Regions from separate parts of the Gossypium hirsutum genome. Here all the other regions are linked to region 1. A link is a contact called in public Hi-C data. All regions are on one chromosome and are shown on one strand. Each heading gives the region's core, a stretch centred on a gene start, on an enhancer-like site or on the middle of the called end of the contact. The rest is flanking DNA. Distances are from core to core; before and after follow the strand shown.

Region 1 (3,925 bases), core at 751-3,250:
ACAAGGATATACGCTCAAGTAGGTTTATGAACTTAAACCAACATGACTAATATCAGAATCTTGACTTTGAGATGCACTTATAAAGACAATAGTATTTATGACTTAAGCTCTCAACTGGATCTTCAGCACCCTAGTACAACAATAACATTGCTGTTGCCATGCACATGTGTTACTAAGACTAGGCATACAATATCCATATCCATGAGCATAGTACAGGCCTTAGCCATAAGAACTAACAGCCTACATTTCTCTGATTCCTTGTTTTACTTTAAGTCCTTGCATCCAACACGTGTCTGACACTTATTTGGATACAAGAGTGGAAAAAGTTTGAACACATCTGGGTTAGACATATGGTATTTGACACTCACCCAATAATATAGGCTAAGAACAAGAATATAAGAGCTTTTCTCTATGGCATATGCAAAAGGAAAGTAATGGATCTGTTTGTTCACATAAAAAACATGCTGTAAATAACTTAAGAGCCACTGAAAGGTTTCATTTCTCCTGTTTTTGAACAGTTGACAAGCCGTACGCCTACATTGCTTCAACTCTATTTTTTTCAATATATAAGTTTTAGGATATGACACTGTTCCTGCACGCAAAAGACACTTCAACTACCATAATTTATTTACTATGTATATATTTCAATAGTTATACATAAAATAAGAAATAATCAATATAAATTTAAACTTAGGAGAAAAAACTCTTGTAAGAAAAAAGAATTTCCTCCTCTTTACCCTAAGTAATTAAAAATTATCGATTCAAATTAATTTATTACTATATCATATAGTAAAATACGGTGATTCCTAGGATTAATGCAATTGTTTACATGGGAAAAATCAAGCGTGGAATCAACTACTGATATTTTCCAAAGTTTAACAGTGGAAATCATGTCATAGCTGATGTCAAAATTGGCCTAAAAGTCAAGAGATAAGACAAGACAACTCCCACCAGGTTGAAAAACGTCAATACGAAAATCGATGTCATTTGAAAAATATAGCATCATATGCATGTAATTACATACCAAAATACAACATGGGATGCTAACAGGGAGAGCTAAATCTGGTCATGGTATGAAGAAGCAAACATAAGAAAGCGTTTACGAGATAGAAAAGGATCCCAAAAGTTTCATCCAAAATGAAATATTTATAGGAAATCTGTGAACTTTGATTGATCGAAAGCATTAAAATGATGCGAAATGACATAATTTCCCAGGTATATTGAAGTTTTTGCTAGTAACAAAGGATCTGAGTGGCCTGTTTACGCGAGATTTCTAATTTCAGTAAATTAAGTAAGCAGAAGTGTGCAAGAAGAGGGTAATTCCTATCAAATTTGACCAATTCAGTAGTCCCAGAGAAGAAAGAAAAAAGGATCAGCAACAAAAACTAAAAAAAAAAAGTACTTGGAAATCAATTAAAAAGAAAGGAGGGGCAAAAGGAAAGGAGTAATACATAGAAGAGCAATGGAGTGGCTAGCACCAGCCGAGATGAAAAGAACCTGACGAAATGGACCAGTGACCTCAGTCATACGCACATCCTCTTCTGCTGCCATTTCTATATATCTTCCCCCCCCCCACCCACCCACACAATTTGTGGGATTTTTTTAAAATCTCTTGAAGATCTTTGTGTGGCCTTGATGAAGAAGAAAGTGAAACAGGAGATATTTTCAGAGGATTTTTGAAGATGAAAGAGAGTAGTAATAAATGGGGAGTGAAATGACGGGTTTGAAAGTTGAAAGTTTGAATAACTAGTTAAATAAAAAAAAGGAAAAAAAATATAATAATGAAGATAGAGATGGAAAGTCATAAATAACCCAGGGCAAGGGTTGTTTACAGTGACAGAGAAAGGACATGTGCACTATAAGAAGTTAAAAAAAAATAAAAAAAAAAGAGCCCAAACCAACAACAGAGACTCTTGTGACAATGATAACACTATGCCAACGAAGATGAAGAATATACAAGAAGAAACTAGACTTCCTCTCTCTCTCTCCCACACTTGGAATATCCTGCCTACCTACGAAGTTGACTCACTTGATATTTTTTAATATACTTGAGATAGAAATTATATTATTTTACTTAAGACTTTTTTAATGCATTTGAGTTAGAATTTATATGATTTTGGTGTCAGGAGTAAAAATATTATTATTTTTTTGTACATAAATGAGAAATAAGAAAATTTATTTGAGGCTTGCTGGTGGATAGGATAGTCACCCATCCATCAGTAATTAAGTTCCAGCAACCCTGCACCAAATTACTAAACTGATGAACTCTATCATATGGCTTATTAAATAACCATACTATTGTCATGGCATCCATCTTGTTTAATAGCTAAATGTTTAGCTAACTTTAAACCTTTGCGAATACCCCGTAGCTCTAGCTAGCTATCTTTCCTATTTTCATCCCGTATTAATCCCCTTATTGAGGCACTACTGGATTTCGATTTAACCAGACCATCCGTATTCCTTTCGACCCACTTTGGTCCTTTTAACATTGATCCCAGCTCATCAAATGATTATTCGAGTATTCCATAGTCTTACCTTAAAAAAACATTACTGTTAAGACCATCAAACAAAGGCTGGAAGTAAAGTGGATTGCAGGGAATAAAGTTGAATAGCACAAGTAATTTACTATATTAACACTTTCCTGTTGTAACCATAAAATAAAATTTGATATAAATTTAAAATTGTAAATAAGTATTTATCATATCAAATCGTCAAAAATAAAATTAAATACGGAAGCGTACTTGAATTAATTGATTTCTTGAAATCTACTCATTATGGAGTTTTAATCTTCTAAATTAGCACACAAGAAATCTAGAAAATGTGTCTCTCTCTTTTCTAAAGATAAGATATTAGAAAAGTTACCTTAGGTATAATTTGGGGACTATAGCCCTAATATATAACTATAACACATTAATCTTAACCCTAATTTCTAATCAGCCCATCATCAATTAGAAATTAGTTACTAAAAGATCTACACAGATTTAGCTCAGACTCTATTTAATAAATAAAACCCAATAAGTCTTAACTAAATTAGATCACTTTTAATTTAGGCTAATCTATTATGATAGTAAATAATAAGATGTAATTACTATTATTATATATGCGATGTCCATATTTTTCTAACATCTTCTACCTGCAGGAGACAAAACCTTGCCCTTCCGATCACTAAGCTATCTCATCACCTAATCTAACAAATGAACAGTGTAACCTTTATGCGAATAATTGGAACCTCCAGGTACATTCTCAAGCTATCTGTCAAAGGAATATCGCCAGTGATAGCATGTTTATTATGCATATTTTACATGTTCAAATCAATTAATTCTTTATTAATTTATTCTAATTGATGATTTTATATTAAAATTCTACCAGGAAAGAAATTCGGATGGCTTAAATAAAAGAACAAGTAGAAAATGACTAAATTGGAGCGCAAACAATAAAAGAAGGGTCAAACTAGAAATTTTGAGATCTTTAAGGGCTAATAAGATTTTTTTTACTTTGTAAAAGTCATATTTAGAAATGAAAAATCTCATTTTGATTTCATGTAATGAGTGGTTAGGTGGGTTAGCTAATTTTAGTGTATTGTTTGTGTATAAATAAAAGGGTATGATAGACTTGAAATGACACATTTGACACTTGAATTTACTTGCAATTGAATGAAATTATTTTTTTCCTTCCAATTTCATGCGTCATCAAGCATACTGCCATTCCATTTCAATTTCCTTATTTCTTTACAAAATTGTTTAATTGTTTTCTAAGCCTTTCCCTTTCCAACTTCCACCATTTCTTTAAAAACCATTTTCATACACCAACCAAGCATGATTAATTTCATACTTCACTAAAATTCTAACTTAGCTTTAAATCGGTATTCTTTCCGGTCAAGAATTGTGAGAATGAATCCGCACTAAAAATCTTTCATAACGGTATT
Region 2 (4,579 bases), core at 2,013-4,512, 670 kb after region 1:
ATCAACCGCAGATCACCAACTCATTCGTATGTATATTAACTGTGGAAGCAACCTGACAATTAACCTTTATCAAGCGAACGACCTTCAAATAAGTTTTCACGATTTAATTCCTCAACAACCTTATATACTAGAAGAATCCGACTCAAATCAACAACCTCAATTTTGCGGGTCGTTTAAACTTAATCATTAACCTTCTTAAAAAATCTAACAACTCATTCAAATGATTACTTACGTGAATTTATTATTTGAGAGATGAAATACAAAAATTATAAATTGTATCAATTTGGATTCGAATTCAAACCTCAAAGTTTTCGCCCAAATTAATTATTGACTCAAAAACAAAATCAAAATTTAGTTACTCATAGAAACGACGATGGCAATAAAGTATAGTTTTAATAAGGAAGGGATGAGAGAAGCGAGAAGCGAAATGATGGTGATGAATTCTACTAACCTGGGACCAAACACTGAAAAGATAATTAAATTTACTTTTAATAAAAGTTGCCAAACCCAAAATGTGGCTGCAAATTTCCTAACATCCTCGTCCTTATCAATTTCTTTAAGATTTTAAGTAAATTATTTAAAAATGTATCATTAATGAATTTTTAAGTTTTAATTTTTTTAATTTAACAAATCATATTTTTATTCTTTTCTAATACATACCATATTGAATTTCAAGTGCTTTATTTATAATATATGCATCTCATTCTTATCATTTACATAATAAATAAAATTTAAATCTAAAATTTATTCTTATCATTTACATAATAAATAAAATTTAAATCTAAAATTTGAATCATAACATGAAATTAAAAAAATATATTTAATAAAACAGAGATAAAAGATAAAATCACTCCTAGATATATTACTTTTATTGAAAATAAAAATAAAAATATGATGTAAAAAATTGTATTATTTAAACTCTATATGATGACATGATGATCAAGAATATTCATCATCCTAAATTAAATTTAAATTATATTAATCTTATTAATTATTTAAACTTTATCCTATTATTATAATTCACTAAAAAAATAAATCTCGAAAAAATATATTTTAGGGATCCACATCTCTAACCTTTTCAGATTTGTGCCGACTTAAACAAAATCAGATTTGTGCCGACTTAAACAAAATCAAAGACATATCCAAAAATTCATAGAAATTTTTAATATAAATAACAAAAGCTTCGTGGTGTTATCGTAATGAAAGTGACTTCATTTCCAATTTTTTCCTCTTTTTGTTTTCTTCTTTCCATGTTTTTAAGTTTAATAAATGGTAGTAATGGATACCGGATAAGTTTGTAATGTTCATTTGACTTCATCATGGCTTACACATTTTGGATTTTCAATAAAATTGGGTTCAATAGATTGAGTTTTCTTTCTTACTTTTTATCAACGGTTTAATTTTGGTTATCCAAAATAAAATTCTTAAAATTTCATCATTTAATTTTTAAAATATTTTTATTATAGTAAGACGCTTAGCTTTACACAGGATCATGTTTATTCATTCATTTTAGTTACCTAACTTTTAAGTCGCTTTCATCTTGATCAGTAAAAATAATCATTTTTTAAGTATTGAATACGAAAGGTTATCGTGAAAAAGTGGTAGAAACTAAAATAATGCATTAATAAATAGTTAAACTCAAATAACTCACGTTAACAATTGCTTATGCAACCCATTTTTTTTATAATATGATCTTGAATTTTTTATGTTAAGCTAAAATCAAAGCAAAATCTTTACAATTAGTTAAACTAATTAATTTTATCTTCCATCCCAAACAAAACTTAGAATTCTTTTCATTATTTCTTTACCCAAATGAAGAGCAAGCAATTAATTAAATTAATTCCAATGATTTTTTTCTTTGTTTTTAACTTATCATGGAAGATTCAATATCATATAATCAAAAGAAATTTAAGTTTCATAACAAATTATTAAATATGGGTTAATTGAGTTGATTCTATTAAGATCTTAAAACATAAAATAAAATTTAAAAATGACATAATGATTTATTTAGTCCTCTAACTTTATAAAAAAGTCATTTTAGCTCTCATTTATTTGTCTCGTCCTTTAGCCATTGAACTTGTATTTTTTTTATCAAATCACCCTAAAATGAATGGAAAAATAAATATTTTTTAACTTTGTTGATGTGCCATACACATGGATTGCCATGTGGATGACACATTAGCATTTAATTAATTTTTTAAAATTTTAAAAATAAAAAACCATTAAAAATATAAAATATATTTTTAAATATGTTTTAAATTTTGACATGTCATTCACGCGGCAATTCACCTGTATGCCACGTCAGCAAAGTTAAACAAATGTTAGCTTTTTCATTTATTTTGGGGTGATTTGACAAAAAAATACAAGTTCAAGAGCTAAAAGAGGCAGAAAAATAAATTGAGGGCTAAAATAATTTTTTTGTAAAGTTTGAGGGCCAAAAAAATCATTATGCCTTTTAAAATTTAGAAAGAGATTAATTTAATTATTTTCAATATTATAGTAACAAATAAGTTGATATTATCATTGTATAATTTTTTTAACAACTTATTTAATTGGTTTAGATGTTTTGAAATTTAAATTTTCAATATTGAAAAAAATAGAATTTTCTTCAATGAGATAAACAAGTACAATTTAACCATTTCTAATGCGTTAATTTAATGGGTAAATTACACCAACAGTCACTCTGATTTCTATTCAGTCACTTAACTTTCGAAAAATAAAAAAAAATTACTAACATTATTAAAAAGTGACAAATCAGTCACCTATTAACATTTTCCATTATAGACCTAATGGGCTAGGTGACGTGGCCAGTTAACTTGTCACGTTGGATGAGGCAAAGTTTCAATTCAGTTCACTCAACTTTCAAAAAATAATAAATTAGCCACTAACGTTATCGAAAAGTGACAAATCAATCGCTCATTAACATTTCCCGTTACAGGCCTAACGAGACAGGTGACGTGGTCAGTAAATTAGCTTACATGGTTAGTTTAATCCTTAATGTCTTTTTAGCTGGACTAATACTTAAACATAAAATATCCTTTTCGGTGACCAAAATAAAAGTACAAACATGATTTGGCGTATACAGTTATCCGCCATTAAAAATTTAACGCTTCGTTGACTAAAATAAAAGCAACCTAAAAATTGGTGAGGAAATTGCAATACTATTATTTTAGTGACCAAAATGAAAGAATACTAAAAGTCTGGTGACCCAATTGGGTAGTTTACCGTTTAAATTAGTCCTATCCAAAATTTACCACACATGTTCTTAGAATCTGGTACAAATATAGAGCCGTGGTAGAGTTTAGCAGTTAACCGTCCTTATATCCTAGAGAAAGAAAAACAAGATACTGAGTGCTGTCTATTGAAATCGGTAGTCGCTGCAGATATGGTACAATCTTCTCTAATTATCTTTGTTACATTGGTATGATAGTAATGATTTAACAGTAAAATTGGTACATACACAGGCAGAGGGGGAGAACAAACTCAAGCTCTATTCTTACTGGAAGAGCTCCTGCTCCTTCCGTATCAGAATTGCCCTTAACCTCAAAGGTAGGTTTCCTTTTCTTTCTTAGGGCTTTTTTTCTCCATTTTAGTCTATTACTAACAACTTTTAGTTACTGGGTTCTTTTCGTTTTGCAGGTCTGGAATACCAGTACATACCCGTGAACTTGCTTAAGGGGGAGCAATTCAGTCCTGGTCAGAATTTTTATTTTCTTCTCTTTGCTCGATTCACTAAATTGTTTCTAATCCATTAATTATTGTAATTAAAACATTGTGGAAACTTGGAAAATGGGTAGAATTCCAAAAGCTGAACCCTATTGGGTATGTACCGGTGCTGGTGGACGGTGACATGATCATTTCAGACTCTTTTGCGATTTTCATGGTCGTTTTTCTGTTTCCACCCTTTTCTTTTCATTTATTCTATTCATTATTTAGCTTGAATTGTTTGTTTTTAATAAATCAGAATTTTGATCTAACAGTATCTGGAGGAGAAATACCCTCAACACCCTTTATTACCATCTGATCTTGCAAAGAAGGCACTCAATTTCCAGGTCTCTGCTTTCCTTCTTTGAATCACTCCTTTACCCTTTTTTTCCTTGTCCAACTTAACTTTGTATGATTAATTAATCATGTTTTACTAAGTTTTGCTACACTAATGAGTACTCACATCATTCTATAGGCTGCAAATATTGTTTCCTCTAGCATTCAGCCTCTTCAGAATCTAGCTGTACTGGTTTGTCTCGGACTGAATTTCCCTCTTTTAAGCATTCATTTCGTTTCTGAAAGCCGCAGATATTCTTTTTTGGTATTATTGATATCTGTATAGGAATTGCGTTTGATTTGCTGCTTTTCCCTTTTCAGAAGTACATTGAGGAAAAAGTAAGTCCAGATGAGAAAATTCCTTGGACAAAATTTCATATTGAGAAAGGCTTTGAAGGTAAGTGATGAGTAAGGCATCATCCAAATAACCATCCTCCTAAGATTAAATGCCATCAGGATTATTGTTTCCTCTAATAGATCTAGCATATCGATTTGATTAATGCTTCTCTGTTTCAGCGCTTGGGAAGCTGTTAAAAGA
Region 3 (4,496 bases), core at 467-2,966, 910 kb after region 1:
TTTTTTAGATACAAGAGTGAAAATTCTTCATTGGGGTGTGTTAGAACTAGGATTACTAGATGTATTTGTTTAAGATATACTGGTCATCTCACTAAGCTAGGTTCTACAAACATAGGAAAATCAAATTGCGTAAACAACTTTGTTGCCCCCTATTTTCATTATGGTTGTTGCAGTTATTACAAAAGTGGCCACTTCCACTGTCACTCCTGTTCATATTTTGTTTCTCACAAATTAAGCAGCTAATACAGGCCAAAAAATTCTATAAAATACTTGAAAAAGAATTTTCCACTAGAAATTAATTGGAATGAAAATTGAATAATCTAACTTTGATTATTCAAGCATCTATTTATAATGCACCAAGTCGTGGTTAAGTGCCTTTACAAATGAACGCCACTTTTAGGTTTTAAAGTCCAGATACCTGTTCGCAAGGAATGTCCAACATCCTCATTCTTATACCTCTTCTCAATAGCAACTCATAACTCCAATTTTGTAATGAAGTCCATTGAATCATCAAACCTCTTAGCATAGATTGCTTGTGCTTTTGTGCTTTCGACATCCATGGAATAACTATTCTTAGCTTGTACGGTATTTGTTAGATTTGAAAATAGTTATTTTCTTTCAATTATGCAAAATACCATGAAACCCTATTTTTAAAATACAATACCTTTTATCTCAGGAATAGCAAGTGTATATTGCACTTTAAAATTGTTTTATATAAAAATGAATCATAGAATGCTTTAAAAGAAAATTTTCACTTGTTTAGAATAAAAATTGAATAATCCAACTCTAATTAAAGCATTTATGTATCACTACTAGTTACTTAAATTCCTCTACAAATGAACACGACTTTAAAATTTTAAAGCAACCAAAACAACACATCGAATGGAAATCACTTTTCCAACCGGAACAACACACCTTTGTATTTGAGATGGAAAAGTTTAAACCCACTGGATCTCACCACTCATACCTTGAATTTTCTTTTAATTATCAATTTTTTTTCTTTATATAATTTGTTCTAAATGTGTATTTATAATATATAATTACGGTTTCTTTATAAATATATAAAAACAAAATTTTATACCATTTTATTTGAAAATATTATATACAACAGTCATTCTAAAAATATCCACATAATCATGACCAAATAATAAATAAATATGTAGAATATGATTATTGAGGACATAAAGAGGGGCCACTTAAGTAGATTGATCCATGCAAAGTGATATCTTTTTCTTTTCTTTTTGAGGGACGTTTGTCCAATAAAACTAGTGGCCTGGACCAATTTGGCGGTTGTCAACCCACTTGTTTGCCACTTTCACTGCAAATTATTGCAATTTTGTTCTTAGCTAAAAATCTTCAACCACAAAGCGTGGTCTCTTATTTCCTCATCATCCCAGTTTGGGTGTCTTAGATATCTAAAACAGTGTAAAAAAAGATTCCTTTATATACAATTATGGTATGGTATGTATAAAACAAAAAGTGAGTGTTAAAATCACGAAATTAAATGCAACAGTTCCAAAGAGAGACGAGTGATGTTTTGAGAGGGACCCATAATATTTTTTTTTTTGGGGGGGGGGGGTGCAGCCAGTCACCGACCTATACAGGACTCTGTGACTGTCAAGGCTTGCATTTGAGCCGTCCAACCAATGTTGTAAGCCCTTAAAACCGACGTCCAGACACAACGCAACTTTAAGTATTTAATTCCTTGTCTTTATTACCCACAAAACTACAAAAACCTACTTTTTTTATATTCCTCCTGTGCATATTCAAATTAATAAGAGCCTATCTATGTGTCTGTTTCACATATAATCCCTAAACATGTGGCTCTTGTCTAATTCTGCCAACACTAAACAATGACGTTTTCTTTTTCTATCTTTTTTGGTACAATCTTCTTCTCATTATTTCTAACCTCAAGGAATATCTATATATGACTTTTAGCTTTATTTGTTCCTTGTCTTTTCCTAATTTGTGAGGTTGGAGAAAAAAAACTATCATCATTTAAAAATTTGTTTGTTTTAAAGTAATATATTTTATAATTTAAATTTAATATTTATTTTTAACACTTAGTGGTTTTTTTTAATTATTCGGAAGAGGAAACGAATATGATTTTGTAGGTTTTTTCATATCTTTTTTTTCAAAAATGTTTGTGATGGGAATTATTTAGTAAATCTTGCTTCTTTGATTAATTATCCAAAACTCTTTAGAATGAATTTGATTTCCCGAAATTATGTTTTGATCTATGCCCAATTTGTTAGCCCTTGTTGTATTGCTCTGGTTGACCTTTTTGAGTAATAAAGATTTATTACTTTTCATAAAAAAAATGGTAAGCCCTTGTACCAACGTCCAGACACAACTAAACTTGACATCTTTAGGTCCTTATCTTTATTGCCCACAAAACTACAAAATCCTACTTTTCTTTATATTCTTCCAATGCATGCATATATAATTGAAATGAACATGAATCTATCCCATTCCTAGTCTATGTGTCAGTTTCATGTGGCACTTGTATAAACAAGAATAGCGTAATTTTTAAAATTAGATCAGGTTATTCAATTCAACCATTTAAACAAAAACTTATTAGGTTTAATTGTTCAATGAGTAGTATAAATCCAACTATCAATCGAAATTGATATATCTCTCGAGAATTTAAAAGTTGATTATATTGTAAAACTGACCTTTGATAGAAGTGAAGATCTTCACTTAGGGATTCCTTTAAATTTGATTATACTTTTGTAATAACTTTGTTTGTTCTCATCAAAAAATTTGAGTGAAAAAATTAATTAAACTAGATTTAGATAAAATTTTGAGGTTTGATTATACTTTTATATATTCTATCTAATGTCTTATTTGAAAACCAAAATTTAGGAGAAAAAGGGTTTGGATTTACATTTTTAAATCCAAACATTTTGTTTGAACAAAATCCATTTAACATAAAAGATTTAGAATGATAAAAAGATAAAATCTAAAATAAATATATTTTTTTCTCAATCCATTTCAGTTAGAGTTGTTTATGGGTAGATTAGGTAGGCTTGACCTGATTTAGGCTAAGTTTACACAATACTATTTCTACTTTAACTCAAATCCATCTGGTCCAAATTTGATTTAAATAATTAAAAAATATTAAATTTAATTATAAAAATATATAAATATTTATATTTAATTTTTTTATTAACATTGTGAACAGTGAAATCAGCTTTTAATTGTGATTTATGACTTGTTTTTGTTACTCAAACTGATCTTAAAAGTTAATTAGTTATAATTAATGTTGACAATCCGCTTTTCAATCCCATGAAACATCCAGCTTGACCCTAAGTGTGTATCCTAGTTTACGTAATCAGCAGGTAAGATCAGTTGATGAACTGGGTGAGCAACAATGGCAAGTCGTAAACATTAATATTTTAATGAATATGTTTATTTTTCTATTAATATTTTATAGATTTTAAAATAAAGATCTGTTTAAAAAGTATTAAAAATATATTTTCATTTATTACGTAATCATCTAATAAATTTTCTCATTGTTTAATTGTACACATCAGTTCAATTAAAAATTTTATTGTTTGATTAAATTTAAAATAAAAATATAATATAGGACTATAAATACTTGAATATATTCTTTATTTGATTTATCTGTCAACATTGTTATTTTAAATATATAAAACATTAGTTTTTATATTTTTATATCTTTTCTATAACAAGGCTTAAATTATGTTGTATTAACTAAATAAAAAATAAAATGTGTTTCTCTTTTGCCCCGTTATGGGGCACATGTTAATTTCAAAGGCTATTTTTTTTATTTAATGAATACCCCCTCGCATTTCTTGGGTGGCTTTTTCAAGTTTTTAAAAAAATAATATTTTTAATTTGTAGTTTCAAATCGATATTTGCAATTAGAAATTGAGCAGTGCCGGAATCAGAAATTGAGCAGTGTCGGAAATAGTGCTACTAACAGTGCCAACTATTTCAGGCATTGGTGAAGAACAAGGCGGAGAAACAATGAACACTCAATATGTTTACATAGTCCGCTTTCCCTACATTTGTAAGGCCTAGTCCAGAGACATAATCCACTATCTTAGCAACTCTTACAATAAGGGATTACAACTTCTTACACTTACCATATAAGGCTCTTCACTTTTATACCTAGGATCTAGAAAATTCTCCTCCAAGTTTTCCCCATGAAACCTTATGACATTAACCAAGTAAGACACTTGATTTTTCACTCAATGCACTCAGCAAAAACGTTTCTCAATGAACAATAATGAGTTCTCTTAATTTCATACACCACCTAAATAAGTCCCTTCAATTTATTAGGATTTGGGATTTGCTAACATACTATATCAATTGCAATCAATCTTCCCTAGAAACAAGCAAGATAATAACCATAAAGAATATCTTCAACCAGCTTAGCGTAAGTCTTGAATCTTTAGGAAATACTTCCAAGTTTTTCCCAATACAATCTAATCCACTAAACTTAGGAAGTTAATTATTTTGATTCAAAT

Evidence for each region. A called contact is a pair of places that touch in the nucleus more often than the background predicts.
Region 2: a contact with region 1 is called in a Hi-C map of leaf, with 3 times the contacts expected there. The contact joins the promoter of LOC107897329 here to the promoter of LOC107888823 in region 1. A contact is called at or near these places in 10 of 34 Hi-C or Micro-C datasets (callus, hypocotyl, leaf and 1 more).
Region 3: a Hi-C map of leaf shows a contact between it and region 1, with 2.4 times the contacts expected there. The contact joins the enhancer-like site here to the promoter of LOC107888823 in region 1. A contact is called at or near these places in 2 of 34 Hi-C or Micro-C datasets (both in leaf).

Annotation. Positions count from the first base shown.
Region 1 is chrA10:9,336,998-9,340,922 of Gossypium_hirsutum_v2.1, forward strand. LOC107888823 (ultraviolet-B receptor UVR8) reads right to left here and starts at 2,001. Exons shown (of 12, transcript XM_041079402.1): 1 at 1,452-2,001. The coding sequence starts at 1,551.
Region 2 is chrA10:10,007,506-10,012,084 of Gossypium_hirsutum_v2.1, forward strand. LOC107897329 (glutathione S-transferase zeta class) reads left to right here and starts at 3,263. Exons shown (of 10, transcript XM_016822762.2): 1 at 3,263-3,388; 2 at 3,465-3,549; 3 at 3,640-3,696; 4 at 3,798-3,883; 5 at 3,981-4,052; 6 at 4,181-4,234; 7 at 4,363-4,438; 8 at 4,558-4,579. The coding sequence starts at 3,386.
Region 3 is chrA10:10,246,370-10,250,865 of Gossypium_hirsutum_v2.1, forward strand. No RefSeq gene overlaps it. Among protein-coding and RNA genes, the nearest start is that of LOC121208934, 12 kb to the right of the region's middle. Within about 2 kb of position 1,717, at least 3 of the 9 cell types and tissues checked have an H3K27ac peak or open chromatin away from gene starts, as enhancers often do. A contact at or near this core is called in leaf, where this site is marked.